2 separate regions of the Anas platyrhynchos genome follow, and region 2 is linked to region 1. A link is a contact called in public Hi-C data. All regions are on one chromosome and are shown on one strand. Each heading gives the region's core, a stretch centred on a gene start, on an enhancer-like site or on the middle of the called end of the contact. The rest is flanking DNA. Distances are from core to core; before and after follow the strand shown. Region 1 holds the start of CHCHD4 (coiled-coil-helix-coiled-coil-helix domain containing 4). Region 2 holds the start of SLC41A3 (solute carrier family 41 member 3).

What was found. Hi-C and Micro-C count contacts between places; a contact is called where the count stands out from the background.
Region 2: a contact with region 1 is called in a Hi-C map of subcutaneous adipose tissue, with 1.9 times the contacts expected there. The contact joins the promoter of SLC41A3 here to the promoter of CHCHD4 in region 1. A contact is called at or near these places in 2 of 8 Hi-C or Micro-C datasets (skeletal muscle and subcutaneous adipose tissue).

The regions. Positions count from the first base shown.
Region 1 is chr13:10,428,814-10,433,413 of IASCAAS_PekinDuck_T2T, forward strand. CHCHD4 (coiled-coil-helix-coiled-coil-helix domain containing 4) reads left to right here and starts at 2,375. Exons shown (of 3, transcript XM_027468001.3): 1 at 2,375-2,534; 2 at 4,567-4,600. The coding sequence starts at 2,513. It overlaps TMEM43 (transmembrane protein 43), which reads right to left and starts at 2,280. Exons shown (of 12, transcript XM_027468000.3): 1 at 2,121-2,280; 2 at 1,411-1,560; 3 at 255-389. The coding sequence starts at 2,132.
Region 2 is chr13:10,731,327-10,735,800 of IASCAAS_PekinDuck_T2T, forward strand. SLC41A3 (solute carrier family 41 member 3) reads left to right here and starts at 2,005. Exons shown (of 11, transcript XM_005025093.6): 1 at 2,005-2,151; 2 at 3,839-4,157. The coding sequence starts at 3,867.

The sequences.
Region 1 (4,600 bases), core at 1,125-3,624:
AAATTGAAATTATCCTTCAAGTTAGTGGGAGGGTAAACACAGCATGCTGCTTGGGAGAATGAAGACCAGTGCTGTGCAGCACCTCCCTGATTTTGGCCAAGAACTATAGCTCAGATGGTAGCACGTAATTCTTACAGGAGAGGAGAGAAGCTACTTGTCTTCTGCCTGGATATCAAACAGTTTAAATTGTCAGCAAATGTTTCTTCCCTCCAAGCTTGAAATTCTCCTTTCTTCAAGATGTTGGTTGTATTTACCTTTGATGTGCTCAGAGCACCAGCTAAGTGCACTAATCTCCCCTCATTCTGCTGAGACACACTGTGAATGTTATCAAGAGGGATCACAAGAGAAAGTCCCTCATCAAGAGATTTGGCTGTCCTCAAAGCTCGTCCCTGTAATCAAGAAAAACAAAACCAAGTTGTAGAGAAACAACGATATTGCAGTATTTTGTGAAAAAGGTTAGCAGACAAGCAATTTGCAGACCCTTGGGACTTCTACATTCAGACTCAAGGCAAGCTCTCAGCTTGCAATCCTTCGCTCTCTTTCTCCACATCTGACAGTTTGGTGCAATACTTCTTACCCATGCAGCAGGACAATTAACACTGACTTAACTACACAAACACACATAGTTTATTATTACAAAGGTCTAAAATTATTGCTCTTTATCTCTTACCTTATTGTTCTTGAATGACTGCAAAAATTATGCTAGTTATAATCCTTTTTCCAAAGGCCCGTACAACTACTTGACTACTTTTTTCCTGCACAGTCACTGGAACTGGCAGTAGTTGCTTTTCCTCTTGTAGAGGTAAAAAAGAAAGTGTTAGGTGAAAATTCACCTAAGTGAAGGTCTAATATCTCACTTCAAAACTGCCAAACTCATGCATGTTTGCAAGGGTAGGGTATAAGAATTCCTTATTTACTTTAATTACTTTTTAAATATAAAACTAAGACAAAGTAACACTGAGAATAATTAACACCTTCACTTTTGCAACATGGAATATGAATTCCTTTAATGAAATTGTAACAGCACTAGAAATGAGGACCCTGTGTTATCTCAAGAAGAGAGATGAATGGAATGTGACTGTCTCATAGAAGCCTCTTTCAATAACACTATATATAGCCTGTTTTCCCACCATCTCAAAGGTTTTGGATCTTACCTCCCACCACACACATCCTACGTCTCTGTCACACTGTTCTATAGAAAAAACACCTGTGGCCCTGTGATTTCACTCTTCTGTTACATCCCAAGCATAAGCAGCAGACTCTCCAGACATATTGTTCTATTTTCACGGTTGCAGTATTAAAACTTTAGCATGACAATTTCAGCAAGTCTGTACATGCCAAACCAGTTGAATGTCAACTTGGCTATGACATGCTAAAGCTGCGCATAAAGACTGACAGTACTTCACTTACTTCGTTGGTAAAAAGAAGGTAGAAAGACAGAAGAAACGTCACAAGTCCCATCAACATGCCTCCAGAGGTCTCGCTGAGCCTCTCCAGGAACCCCGGTTTGGCCTCACTTGTGATTTTAACATGTTCTTTTTTGCTGCCTGTGTCAGAGAACTGTTGGAGATAAACCAAAAATGCAGTGTCAGTGTGAAAGGGGAAGGCGTTCTGTTCCAGAATGAGTTTTGTAGCTTTGTTAAAGCTGCTACTCTGCAAAGTAGTGCCTCTTGCTTTGGGCCTAAACTTGCCCACTATAAACAAACTCCAGCCTGACGGAGAAAACAATTGCTCTAAGAGCTGTTCAGCCCATCCCTTCAGGCCTCCTTTGCTCTGTCCCAGCGCTCCCAACCCGATGCCCACGCCCCGTGCTCGGGCGATGAGAAATTGAGTAATGCTCCCAGATTCCACGCCAGCTACAACACGGCTATAAATAACACCTCACGCTTTACTTCGCCAGTGACCAGCGCCAGCATACTTTAAAATAAAAGCTGCCCGGGCACCAAAGAAGGCTATCAACGCAAATCTGGCATCGCCACCCTCTGCTGCGGCGCTAAAGGCTGACAGCGGCGGTTACACCCCCTGCGGTGTGGGGGCTGCAGGGGCCGGCCGAGAGCCACCCCGGGGCAGCCGAAGGAGCCTCACAGAGCGAGAAGGGGCGGCGGCAGGGCCAAACTTACGTTCCTCGACATCTTGGGGCCGTTCCCTCAGCGGGCAGCGCCCCGGGACGAGCCGCAGGAACCGCCGCGAGCACCGCGCTCCGCCCGACCCCGCCTCAGCCCGACCCCGCCTCGCGCCTCACGCCTCGCCTCAGCCCCCCCCAGCGCGGTGCACGCCGGGACATGTAGTCCCCAGCCACCACACGGCGTGCAAGAAAATGGTGTCCCCCCCTTCGCGCGGAGCACTCTGGGAGATGTAGTCCTGCCTGGATTGGCCGCTCCGTTCCCGCCGCGGCGAGGGGACGCCTCAGCGGCGGGTGGCCGCTTCCGGAGGCGGGAGCGTGTGTGTGAGGTGGGGGGAGCCGCGCGCCGCCGCCGCCGCCGCCCGTTGCCGTGGTGTGCGCGGTGCCGCCATGTCCTACTGCAGGCAAGAAGGTGCGCTGGGCTCCGGCCGGGCAGGGCCCGAGTGCTGGGGAGGGAAAGCGGCCGCTGAGGGGGGGAGGTAGGAGGGGAAGGCCTGGGCTGCTGCAGGGGTCTTGGGGTTCCTGAGGCTTGGCCGCCTCCTGCCCCGGAGGGTGGATTTTTGGTGCTTTTTTTTTTTTTTTTTTCTTTCCCGTTTGATAACGTGACTGGTTTTACGCTAGAAAGAAGCGTTTTCTAGTTTGAAAAGCGGTTTTTCTCTAGGTTTGAAAGCTGGTGATGCACGCTGAATGCTGTTTGAATGCTGTGATGAGGCAGCCTGAAGTTATGGTCCTCTTTGCTTCATGCTTATAACCTAATTTAACAATGTTCTGGATCATAAGGTCATAAGTTGGCTTACGGCATCGTACAAAGTTACGGTTAGAGTAATAGGGGTTAGAGTTCATACGTTTCTAGTTCTCTATGAGAAATCCTGAGGTGTTCTGTGGTGTAAAGCGAGCTGGAGTACAACGCAGAATTGACCAAAAAAAAATGGAAAAACTGCTTTCTTCCTAAAAAGAACTTAAAATTATTTGCTTCTGAGACACGTTTGAATGTGTGAGACATGTCTGAATGCAAAGCCAAGGGAAGCCCTGAGCAGCTGCTGGTTGAGGTCACATTGAGATGCAAGGAGCGACTAATTTCTAATACACCACGTCCTTGTAGTGACCTTCCTGCCTCTGAACATTTTTTATAGTTTCGCAGAGTTGTTGGGAAACTCTGCCCTGGTTTCCAGCCAAGCCTCTTTTTGCCCCTTCAGAACCTCTTTGTTAAATCAGGAGTGGCACCAGAGCAGGAAGCATGCTCTGGGGCTTTTCTGCCCTTGGTAATGTGTGCAGCACCATTCGGTGTAGTTGGTTCAACCCCGTTAAGGTACTCTTCAGTATTTAATTCACGTAATAATTGCAAAACATGCCGCTGGCCTCTAATGGAGGCTGTTGATCTTAATGAGTATCCTCCTGAATGCTTGCCTGTAATTCATTATAGTTTTGCTTTCACTGCTCCTTTTTCTGTCTAACCACCCTCAGCTGAGCAAGTTCTTCTAGGAGAGTAGTAGCTTGAGCTTGTTTCAAAACAACTTCTTAACTTCACAGTTCAATGAGCTGTGCTGTGATCTCCAGCCATTACAGTTTGTTGCTGCAAAAACTGGAACTGTAGAGGAAAAGAATTTCAGATAGCTTCTGTATATTCTAACAAACAAATGGGTGATCTGTTATTATGTATGCTAACACTATTTAAATGAGTGCTTTAAAAGAACACTTCCCAAACTATTTCATGTTCTCCACCTCCTTTCTCAGGTTGCTTGCACCCAGCTCCTGTCACCACAGTGTCAGTCCCTACCTCCGTTAGGGCGGGGAGGGGGATGCTGGTGTTTAAAATAAAATTATTTGAGGCATGTTAAATGCTGTCACAGCTCAGAAATAGTGTGCAGTCTTCTACTGCTTCTGAGTCCTGATAGTTGATTCTGGTCTCCTCTAAAAATAAGCACCTGTTTTATCTTGTTTCTCTTTAGTGAGGACTTGCCGCAATCTCTGTAGACATTTATTTGCATTGCCTAACTGTGCTTTATGCAAATGTTTATTGTAAATCAGTTTAACTGGTTATGTCCTATTCTCATTAGTCAATAGGAAAAGAAAAATTTCCTACAGGTATATGAGAGTGGTACAAAGAGAACAGGCTCAGTTTCTTTCATCGTTTTTCTAGATAAATTACTACCTAATCTTTTGAAATTTCCATTGATTTTATTGTGGGTCTTATTTCAAGGTCTTTTTTATAGTTTTTAGCACCTTCCCTGTGAATACTTTCCAGATTGTTTTTCTATGTTTGTTCCTGTGAACCAACAACTTGTATTTGAAGGTGATAAATAAGTACAGTAGAATTCATTCATTATTACCACCAGAGCATCATGTTGAATATCTCATTATTTCGTGCTGTTCACCAGCTTTGTAAATGACTCATTCTGTCTCAGCTTTCTCTGAACTTTTGCTTTTTGTCTCCTGTATGACAGGAAAAGACAAAATTATATTTGTGACCAAGGAGGA
Region 2 (4,474 bases), core at 755-3,254, 300 kb after region 1:
GCAATCTAGTACGCGGGAGAACACGTGCAAATAGCTCTCATCAGCTCCTGAGACTGCCAGGCAAGCATGGTAGCTTAGCCTGGCTTTATTCTTCTGCAGAGTAGTTCAACAGGGGCCTGTAGCACTGCAAGTCAAGTTAATAAGAGGTGTCCCAGGTCACAAAAAGCAGCTCTTTGTGCTACATTCACTCTCCTACACTAGGTGATTTCTGTATATGAAGCCTGAATGAAGGTCTGGGGTTGTAAACTGGCTTAACAAGTGTGCCAAGAACAGCAGTAGCTGCATGGTGGATGCTTGCACAAGTGAAGGTGAGGAGAGAGGGCAGGTAGGAGGTGGCTCTCTTAATTTCTCTGAGTATTACTGCTGCTCAAAACATCCGTGCTTTGATTAAAAAAAAAAAAAAAAAGAGATGGAGACTGAAACAAAATTAACTGAGCTACCTGTAAATTACTGTGTGTGAAGGCTAGCATACCATAAAACTAACATCAAAACATACACAAAGGAAAAAGCAAAGAAGAGATGTCTCCTCCTGCTACCCATCCAACTCCAGGAAGTTCCTGCTGTGTTTTATGTCTCTCAAACTCTGGATTTATAAGGTATTAAGCATTTGTCATGTATCAGTTTTGTACTGCCTGTTTCTGTCTGCACACAAACCTCCAGATTATACTTTTAACCCATAATAGCTAACAGTGTTTCACAAAGCAGAAGGTTAGACTGAGCATTTGTTCGTGCATCTCAGCTGTTGGGTGTCCGGAATCATGTCCCATGATGGGACTGCAGCCCAATGTGCCATGGAGCAGTCACCAGCAGCCTTAATGCAGTGGTGACAATGGACAATACACAGCCTGGCAGTCACAGTGTCACTGGGGCCAACTGCATTGAAGTCATAAATCAAGCTTTATGGTTGAGAAATGTCTTCAGTAGTCCCTAGTCATCAAAGAAATGTCATTGTATAACAGGAAACTGGGTAAAAAACAAATGTTGTCTCTGGACAGAAGAGTGGAAAGGGCTGTAAAATTCCCCTCTGCTTGGCTGAAGGAATAGTTGTTGGAAATAAAGTCCAGGAGCAAAGCAACATGGAAGACAGGAAGGAAACTTATTTTCTTATTGCAGGAAAGTCTTTGTAAGCACTACGGAGAAATAAGAACAAGTGCAATGAGTCCCCTAATGCCTTTGACACTGCCAATGTTACTTGTACCTCTGTGAGAGCAGAGAGAAGTAGCACACGTGAATTCTAGCTGAGTGAGGAAGAAAATCATTTTAGCGTGAAGTTGCTCAGCTTCATGTCACCGAGCACTCTGCAGGCTGCAGTGAGTGGCTGAACTGTTCCTATCTGGGAGCTCAGGGGCTCCTAGGTCACAGGAGCTCTGTTTGCAGTCAAGGTCCAGCAGCCGTTCCCTTGCGTCAAAGCCAGGGTGTATCTAAACACTGCTGCTGTGCTTCCGAGAAATGCAGTTCTGTGCTGCTGCTGAAAGACAGCCTCCTCAAATACGTACCCAGTGGTGATGCACTGGAGATTTGAGGTTGGTACACGAGGATACGGTGCATATGCCAAACAGTTACATCCCCTTTTGTACATAGGATGAGGTGTGGCAGGGTGCTGGGAGCTCCTGTGCAAGCTGATGGTTGGACCCAGGTGGGAGATCCCTGAGCTAGAGCTGTTACCAAAAGGCCCATGTCAATCAGTTTCCCCAGAAGGATTTCTGCTTGCTCTGTAGATATTTTTCTTTGAAGCTCAGGGGTAAAGTGATAGCAGAATACATTTAACAGGTCTAAAAATGTCTTGGCAAGGTTGCAGGTTTTTGATAGATGTCCCTTCTCTTCTTATTTCCCATAGGAAAACGCTGTGTTCTGACCATTCTCAGGGAAGCACCAGTTGCAAAGGGAAGACATAAAATTACACCAAGTGAGCTGAAATTTAAGCCTCGCTGTTACAGCAGTGACATTCAACAGTTAATGCGCACCCTCAACACGCAGCAGCTGCAGCGTTTCGTTACTGTCACTTACAAAAACCTTCAGCTCCCTTCAGTGTACCCTGCTTTGAGCCCAGGGCTTGCAGGCCCAGAGGCACCATTTTGTCAGTAGGAGCCCTTTAGCGTAGCGTGACACCTGAGAGACTTCAGCAGGATATAACATTGCTCTGGTACTGAGGTATGATTTAATATCCTTGATTGTTCTGGCAATTTGAGCTGCGTGATTCAGGAGCCGTGCACGAGTACGGTTACTTCAGTGCGTAATGGGATTTATGTGCTCAGATGTGATGGATGGTGCAATCACATTTCTAACGTTGGTTCATTGGGGGGGGGGGGGGGGGGATGAAATCAAGTCACTTGGAGTTTTGCTCTTGATTGCAGCGGAGGCGCTTGCACAGGAAGCTTGAAGCGAGAGATGTTGTAATGCCGAACTAAGGGGGTAGGGGTCAGGAAAGAAAAATAAAAATAGAGGAAAAGTCTTTCTTCAACTCCTAATTGCAGCCTGAGGTTTTCTCCTCCTGTGCTCAGCTTTCACCCTTGATGATAAGATCAGCCGGGGGTTGGGGCAGCTTGAAGGCTCGGGGGGCAGCCGCTCCTCCTGGGGAGCGCTTCGCTGAGGGGCTCACGTCCCGAGCGGGCTCCGGGAGCCCTCCGACCCCCTTCCCCGTCAACCCCGTCCCTTTTTGGCCTCCGTGGGCCAGGCAGGGCCCCGGGACATCCACCAACGCCGCGGGCAGGGGGCTGCACCAACAGGGCCCCCCCTCCCGCCTCACGCACGGCGCCGGGGCAGGCCCGGCGGCTGCCACTCAGGGCGCCGCGCCGCCTCCGAGCCGCCGGGGGCCGGACTCGAACTCGCGGCCGCCGCGCAGGGCGGGCTCGGCCCGGCCGTGGCGGGCGCCTCCCGCGGCCCTCTGAGGGCAGAGCCCCGGGCAGGGAGAGGAGCCGGTAAGCGACGGGAAAGGGGACGGGGACACACACACACACACACACACACACAGAGGGGTTTTGGGGTCGTCCATCCTTCCTTCTTCCCTCCTCCGCCGCCCAGCTGCGGTTGGGGCCTCCCAGCGGTTTCCTTCCGCTGCCCAGATGTTGGGTGAGGAAGGGGCTGGGATGGGGCAGCGGGGACCCGTCCTGGGGAACGAGTCAGCCTCTGTGGGGGAGGCGATGGGGAAGGATCCAGGCAGGAGGGGTGAGACGAGAGGAGAGAGAAACTGGTAACAATTTTGCGCGTTTATTTTTTTCTCAGAGGATGCTGCAGGGGCCACGGCAGGTTCTGTGTAGGTAGGTGAGTCACATACCGTGTGTGTGTGTGTGTCAAAGGAGGTGCGAGGGGAAGCAAAAGTGTTCAGATCGGAGGGCAGATTAAAGAATTGCCCTCATATTGGGGAGCATTTGGTAGCTGGCTCTGCTATGCTAGGTGTGAGTTACACCTTTTGCTGGACTGCAGGGTGCCGGGGTGTGAACTGCCCCATGTCAGATCCTAAAAAAGGGTTGGATTTTGTTGGGCTCCTCAGTTCTCGTGACCCCCTTATGAGAACTGGTGGGTCCAGCATGCAGGCTGCCTGCAGCACCCTCCGCATCCTTTCAGGCGTCCCCAGAGTAGGAGTCAGGATGCACAACGAGCGCTCCAGTGTGAACACAGGCCCAGGAAGAGAGATGCAGTAATGGAAGGAGAGATTGGTTTGACACAAAACCGAAGGTAAACTAAGCACCAGCATCTGGGTCAAGCAGAGCATCTAGGGTTTTGGGGGTAGGTGGTGGTTTGCCTTCAGGTAAATGGAGCGGAGTTGCCAGGGTCGCCAGTCCCTGACCCACCCAGCACCTCCTTTCATCATCTCACTGGTTCTGACTTTGTTTTTCAGAAAAACTCCTTGATTCAAGAAAGCCACCATGAAAGGTGAGGAGGCTCGGCAGAGGAGAAAAGAGGGCAGAACTAGAAATGGAGAGCGATCCAGGCACAAAGCAAAGAGCAAGGGTAAACACAGAGAGAGCAGACTTGGCAGCCAGGAGGCAGAGGATGTCTCTCTGCCCGCACAGCAGAAGCTGTTGGCTGAGGAGAAGGCGTCCATGGCAAAGTCACGGGAAGAGTCAGCCATCACGATTTGCCTGCAGGTGCTCCTGCCGTACCTCCTAGCTGGGTTTGGCATGGTCTTGGCAGGCATGGTTTTGGATTATGTTCAGGTAAGGGAAAGGAACTGTTCTGATGTACCTGGTATGGGATAGGTGGGAAACTTCTCTTCAGAAGCAGGGATTTGCTCTGGGATTAGCAAGTAAAGGAAAATGTGCAGTAGTTTTGCATACTAACGTGTCCTTCCAAGGCAGGTATATGTATTTTGTGTAGCTCTCAGTAGACGGCATGTGGTGTTTTTCTGGCCCGTTTTTGTCTTTTGGATGTAATAGGCACCATGGTGCTGAAGAGTTTGCAAAGAAGCTGAGCCATCTAAGTAGGAAGGTGCAGTCCTGTGCAGCAGTCTTTTAGCTTAGTCCCAGGAGGAGGA